Linked DNA regions of Mus musculus: region 2 is linked to region 1. The links are chromatin contacts, called in public Hi-C maps. All regions are on one chromosome and are shown on one strand. Each heading gives the region's core, a stretch centred on a gene start, on an enhancer-like site or on the middle of the called end of the contact. The rest is flanking DNA. Distances are from core to core; before and after follow the strand shown. Region 1 has its middle 21 kb from the start of Gm44851. Region 2 has its middle 26 kb from the start of Gm42398.

Region 1 (2,926 bases), core at 208-2,707:
TGTTATTTGGCGACTCTGTTTCTTTCACATATGTATTATAGGAAGTTTCCACAGTAGCAGGGTTCCATATGACCTCAAACACCCCTTAGTGTTAGTTGTCCCTCCCCAGACTCCCTCCCTTACCCCCATCTTCCATCCCTCTCCCCACTGAGTCTCACTTTGTAGACTTGGCTGTCCTTGAGCTCATGGTGATCCTCCTGCCTCAGCTTCCTAAGTGTTGTGCTGACAGGCATGCATGACAACACCTGGCTTAGTTGGTTTTCTCCTGTTCCATTTCTTTGTTTGCGTCTTCCCAGTCCTTCTGCTATTTTGACACAGGCAATGCCACTCTATTCTGAATAATGGAAGCCACCCCTCCTTTATTTCAGATACAGGGTTACGATGTCCCCTCCCCGTCTTCCCTGTCCTCTTGGTGAGCTTTGCCTAACCTGTGCACAAGGTAAACTCACTGAACCCAGCAGATCGTGGGGTGTGGTGACTCAGGCCAGTAAGGCCTGCACTTGGAGAGCAGAGGCAGACAGATCAGCCTCAGCCACAGAGCGAGCTCAGGACCAGCTTGGGTCAGACAAGCAGCCGCCTGAGTCAGAGAGAAAAAGGAAGCCACGTGCCTGTTGCCAATTGCACCACTACTACCCAGGGACCGGGAACTGTCACTTGCTGAGTTCCTGCTTCTGTTTGTATTGTTGCACATGACCCTTGGCAACCGAAGGAGGCCATGGAAGGAGGAAGAGGAGGAGGAGGAAGAGGAGGGAAAGGAAGAAGAGGAGGAGGAGGAGAAACTATTCAGGAGAAGTCACTGACCCAGGCCTTAGAGCTGGCAAGTGATCCCGCAATCAGACCTAGTGCAAGGCCCTAAGAGAACTGCATCCAGCTGATGTGGCAGTAGGCATTTTATAAAGACTTCCTTTCCTTCCTTTTTTGAGACAGGGTCTTGAAGTGGAAACTTAAGGGTTCTTTGGAAAGTTAGTTGGACGGTGTTTTGCTGGATCAAACACATGAAGGGGTGTTTTCCAGAAGTGGACACAGGTGTGAAAGGCTAAGGCAGACTCATGAAGGAACATTGTGCTGAAGCAGACACAGGAGAGAGGATGCTCTGCTAAAGCAAGCACGTGAAAGGAGGAGTGATGAAGCATGATGGAGTCTTTGCTAACAGCACGCATGCATTGCTCTGCCTTACACTGAGCAGTTGAGCTACATTTGCTGGGACACCAAAGAGAGAAACCACGGAAAAATTTTTGGTGGTGTGCTGCAGTTTGTTGCTGCTTCTGCAGACTTGGGCTGATTGGATGGACGTGCTGAGGCAAGACATGTGGAAGACGTGATGTTTGGAGGTATAAATAGGACTCCATGGTGACAGAGACAGCTTGGCTTGCTGGGACAGCTAGCAGTGCAATGCTTGTGGCTCTTGCATCTTCAATGATCTTCACTTCCCTGAGAGATGCACAGACGAGAGCTTCTCTGGGGGTTCCTGTTGGTTCCTCCTCTTGACTCAAGCCTAGGCTAAGGCCTGGCTGTCTCTGCTAGGTTGTGTCACCACTGTTGCTAACCCGACCTACTGAACCGGACTGCTGGTGTATCTGTGAGGTGTTTGTGAGTGGATGGAGCTGTCACTACTGACTCTGGGAACTGAACTGCTGATTTCCAGACAATACAGATGGGAGTTGCTCCCAAGATCCTTTCTAAACAGGTCCACTTCCCCCACCCCCACCCCCACACACCATATCCTTTTTTTCCCACTACCTCTGGTGGGTGGTGGCTTACAAGGAAGGTTAAAGTGTTTAAGAACCACCATTAAAAATAGGATTTGAAACAATTAAAGTTACAAGGTCTCACTGTGTAACCCTAGCTGGCTACCCTCAAAGTTACAGAGATTGCCTTTCAAGGGCTGGGATTAAAGGTGTGTGCTACCAGGCCAGGTACCAAGGTCATGAAAAGCTAGGCTGGGGTTACTGTCACCACACTGACTTATTTCCCCCTGAAACAAGGTTTTTTTCTCTGTGTAGCCCTGGGTGTCTTGGAACTCACTCTGTAGATCAGGCTGACCTCAAAGTCATAGAGATCCACCTGCCTCTGCCTCCTGAGTGCTGGGATTAAAGGTGTGCGCCACCATAGTTGGCTAGGTGCTGTACTCCTCATTTTTTTGGTGTATGGTATAGGTGCTTTTCCATGCATTTACGTCTGTGCAGCTCATGAATACATACCCAAGGTGGCCAGAAGAGGGCACCCGATCGCCTGGAACTGGAGTTACAGAAGGGCATTAATCTCTGCCTTGGAGCTAGGAACCAACACCTGGCTCTGGAAGAGCAGCCAGTTCTCTTAACCCCTAAGCTATCTCTCCAGTCTCTTCTGGACATCGTTAAGTGGCATCGCCCACCATATCCTCTTCCATGGCTTTCCTGTCTCAGCAGATCACCCTACCATCCCTGCATTTAGCTCCAAATCAAGGAGTCATCTTTGGTTCTGAGTTTGGCTTGTTTTACCCATGTCCAAGCCTCCACTGAATCCTGTCCAGTCTACCTACAGCCACACACACCTACCATTTGCATTCAGGGCTGCCCACTGCTCAGCTGGATCCTGCAGCAGTCACCAAGTGGACACCTGGCCCTTTGGTCTTGGCCTCTGCTGGCCACAGCATCCCTCCCACCGTTCGTCCTTGTAGTGTCTTCCAGGGAAGCTGGGCATGGTGGCACAGTCTCAAAATCTTAGCACTCCCACTAGCAGAGTGGCTAAGCAGACAACACCCCCCCCGCCCCATCACTAAACCTGACAATCTGAGTTCAATCCTCAGAACCCACAAAGTGGAAAGAGAAAGCTTCCTGGAGGTTGTTTCACACAAGCACCACCGTGGGGCCTGCATGCATGTATATGCACGAAGACACATAGTAGTTAATTAATAATAATAAAAAAAATAGAATTGCAACCCTTG
Region 2 (2,926 bases), core at 142-2,641, 160 kb before region 1:
TGGAGAGAGAGAGAGAGAGAGAGAGGTGCTGGAGAGGGAACTCAGTGGTTAAGATCACTGACTGCTCTTCAGAGAACCCAGACTCAATTCCCAGCACCTGCACGGCAGCTCACAACCATTCAAGACTCCAGTTCCAGGGAGCCTATGCCCTTTTCTGGCCTCTGTAGGCACTGGATGCATTTTTTTTAATGTAAAATTTAAAAAAAAAAAAAAGGTGTTTTAAAGGGCTTTACTGGCCTGGGGAAGAAAGTGAAACCCTGAATTGATCTCTACCACTGTCCAGAAAGAAAGAGCCTTGTTTTTATAAATGTGCACATTCATGATCACAGATGCAAAACAGCGCCGAGCCACACCCCTGAGGCTAGGCTTTCAAGTGGTTGGAACCTGGAACTCCTAGAAATCACTGGGGCTGGCTGGTACCCAGGCAGCTTTGGTAGAGAGGTGTGCACCGTGGATGATAGAGAAAGGATCAGCGGTAGGGGAATGCGCCCCAGTAATAGTGTGCTTTTAAGAAAAAAAAATTCTGTTTAACAGAACAAAAGGAAATCTAGATGTGATGGGGAAAGTTACCAAGCCACAAAGAGTCACATGCTTTTTACGTCGCTAATACGTTTTTTCAAAGAACAATACTAAGTGCTTGACTTGTGCTTTTGACAGACTGGGACTGCGGACAGACAGACGGACAGACGGCATCTCCCGAGGACCCGAGTTTAGGAGAGGAAATGAGCTCGTCACCACTTCCGGGCTCCTTCCCCTCCCACATTTTATGAGTTTGAGTTTTCTCATTGTCAAGGCTTGCACTATTTACATCCTGTCCGGTAACCTTCGCTCCCACCATTGTTTGGCCGCTGTTCCGGGTGTGGACTCCGTGCTCTGGCCTGTCCTTGCAGAATGGGCTTCCCACTCCTCATCCCCCACCCATTCCTCCTAAGCCTTTGTCATCAGGGAATCTTTGCCAGAAGGGCTGAGCTAGTCCCAGCCACAGGTGTCTGGATTCTCTGCTGCCAACCTTGAAGGTTTTACAACAGCCTGATTTATGCCTGATGCCTGGGGGAAATTGATAGGGAAAAACAAACAAACAAACAAACAAGAAAAAAAACTACTGTGCTGCTATGCCTCCCAATATAAGTACGGGAGTCCTGACTCGGAGTTGGTGATGGATGGTTGAAGTGTTAGAATTTGGAACTAAAGAAAATAACCGGGCAGTCCTGACTCTGTGTGTGTGTGTGTGTGTGTGTGTGTGTGTGTGTGTGTGTGTGAGAGAGAGAGAGAGAGAGAGAGAGAGAGAGAGAGAGAGAGAGAGAGAGAGAGAGAGATGGTGCTGGAGGCTACTGAGCTGGGAACTGGGAAGTCAGAATTGATTTAGACAGTCCTTGCCTCTGGTTCACATATACCCGTGGGGAAGCAAGACTTCCCCATTGTGATGCACATGCCTGTAGCCTGAGCGCGTTGGAGGTGGAGGCAGGAGGATAGTGAATCTGAGGCTATCCTGGGCTACCTGAGGCTCTGACTCAAAAACAAAAAGGCCAAGAGAAAGAGAAAAATGCATCTCTGGAACTTTCCATTTTCTATTTCTGGGCTGTGATTGCCCACCCCTAACTACAATGGCAACACCATGGATAAAGACAGACTAACTGCTGACAACATGGGTAAGGACAGACTGCTTTTCCCTTGGGAGGGAGCAGGGAGAAAGTTGAATGGTTTTCTGAGTATCAACACGAGCCCCTGAAGTAGGAAATCTTAGCTGCTTCATGAAGCATCTCACAGGAGGGGCCCAAGAGAAGGAGACCCAGGGGCCAGAATCCATGGACACAGCAGCTGTAGGCTAGGCTTTGCAAACTGTCCACCAGTGTCTTCCTGTGATAGCAAAGGACATGCATTGCCCAAACCAGATCCTTCTGGGAGTGAAAAGAAACATCCCGACATCAGCCAGGACCATAGAAGCAAACAGGGTCCCCATTCAGGAGCAGACATGGGGCCTAAGCATATGGACTCTCTAGTGAGACACTGGGGTTAATGTCTGCCCTCCACCCTTTACTGTGAAAAAGAGGCAAGCTGGTGGTTGCTCTCTGCCTCAGTTTCTTTATCAGATAAAGAGAGGGACGCCCCACCTCCCCTCCCCATCACTACAGGATGAGCATCCTCCATTTCTGCTGTTAGTCTTTGGATTCTGTTGCTATTGTTATTTATTGTTAGCTATTGTTCTATAGTCCATACCAGTCTCCAACTGCTGCATTTTGAGAACAACTTCTGAACTCCCCACTTTTTGTTTTCCACCTCCCCAGTGCTGGAATTACAGGCCTATCCCACCACCTCTGGTTATTCTTTATATTAAAGTGAGTCCTTTATTACAAAGACCTCAAACCATGAGAAAATGATTTCTGAGAAGCAATGGGCCCACGACTTCTGAAGTGAACACCTTAGTGTTTGGGACTACTCAGAAAGGTCTCATGGCTGCCTCTGCAGCTGTGCTGGCTCCAGAGCAGCTGGGAGCCGGCAGCTCTGCTCTACCTTCTCAAGATACCAATGCCTACGTAGCCTCAGGAGCCTCCAGACCAACCTCTAACAATGTTTGCTTGTTACTTGTTCCAACCCTTTAAAATCAGGCTTTTCCTCTGGTGGTTTCTTCAGGGGCTTTGATTCTCTCCAAAAAACAAACAAACAAACAAACCTCTGCAAACATCTACAGGTCTTTTATTGGGCCCAGGACGGAGTTCTGCAAGCTGGAGGCTACCTGGGCCCTCACCTCCCGGAACTGGGCCATGAAATTCCACAATGCTGGCCCATCCACGCAGCCCATTAGATGCACTCTCTCAGGAGTCTGAAGCACTAGTAAGAGAGACAGAGAGTCTGGGAGTTAAACCAAATTAATGGCCATGCTCCAGAGAGAAGGTTCTGGGAGGCCTGATCGTTGAGCGATTCCTCA

The links. Hi-C and Micro-C count contacts between places; a contact is called where the count stands out from the background.
Region 2: a Hi-C map of bone marrow-derived macrophages shows a contact between it and region 1, with 40 read pairs. The contact joins two enhancer-like sites. A contact is called at or near these places in 3 of 15 datasets of contacts at CTCF or cohesin (CD8 T cells, the NIH/3T3 cell line and large pre-B cells), 7 of 484 Hi-C or Micro-C datasets (bone marrow-derived macrophages, embryonic fibroblasts, embryonic stem cells and 3 more), 15 of 115 datasets of contacts at active chromatin or transcription factors (CD8 T cells, the HPC-7 cell line, bone marrow-derived macrophages and 8 more) and 3 of 9 other capture datasets (adipose tissue, liver and pancreatic islet).

The regions. Positions count from the first base shown.
Region 1 is chr7:80,424,217-80,427,142 of GRCm38.p6, reverse strand. No RefSeq gene overlaps it. Among named protein-coding and RNA genes, the nearest start is that of Gm44851, 21 kb to the right of the region's middle. Within about 2 kb of position 1,457, at least 68 of the 459 cell types and tissues checked have an H3K27ac peak or open chromatin away from gene starts, as enhancers often do. A contact at or near this core is called in the HPC-7 cell line, adipose tissue, bone marrow-derived macrophages and 1 more, where this site is marked.
Region 2 is chr7:80,580,831-80,583,756 of GRCm38.p6, reverse strand. No RefSeq gene overlaps it. Among named protein-coding and RNA genes, the nearest start is that of Gm42398, 26 kb to the right of the region's middle. Within about 2 kb of position 1,391, at least 106 of the 459 cell types and tissues checked have an H3K27ac peak or open chromatin away from gene starts, as enhancers often do. A contact at or near this core is called in the HPC-7 cell line, adipose tissue, bone marrow-derived macrophages and 1 more, where this site is marked.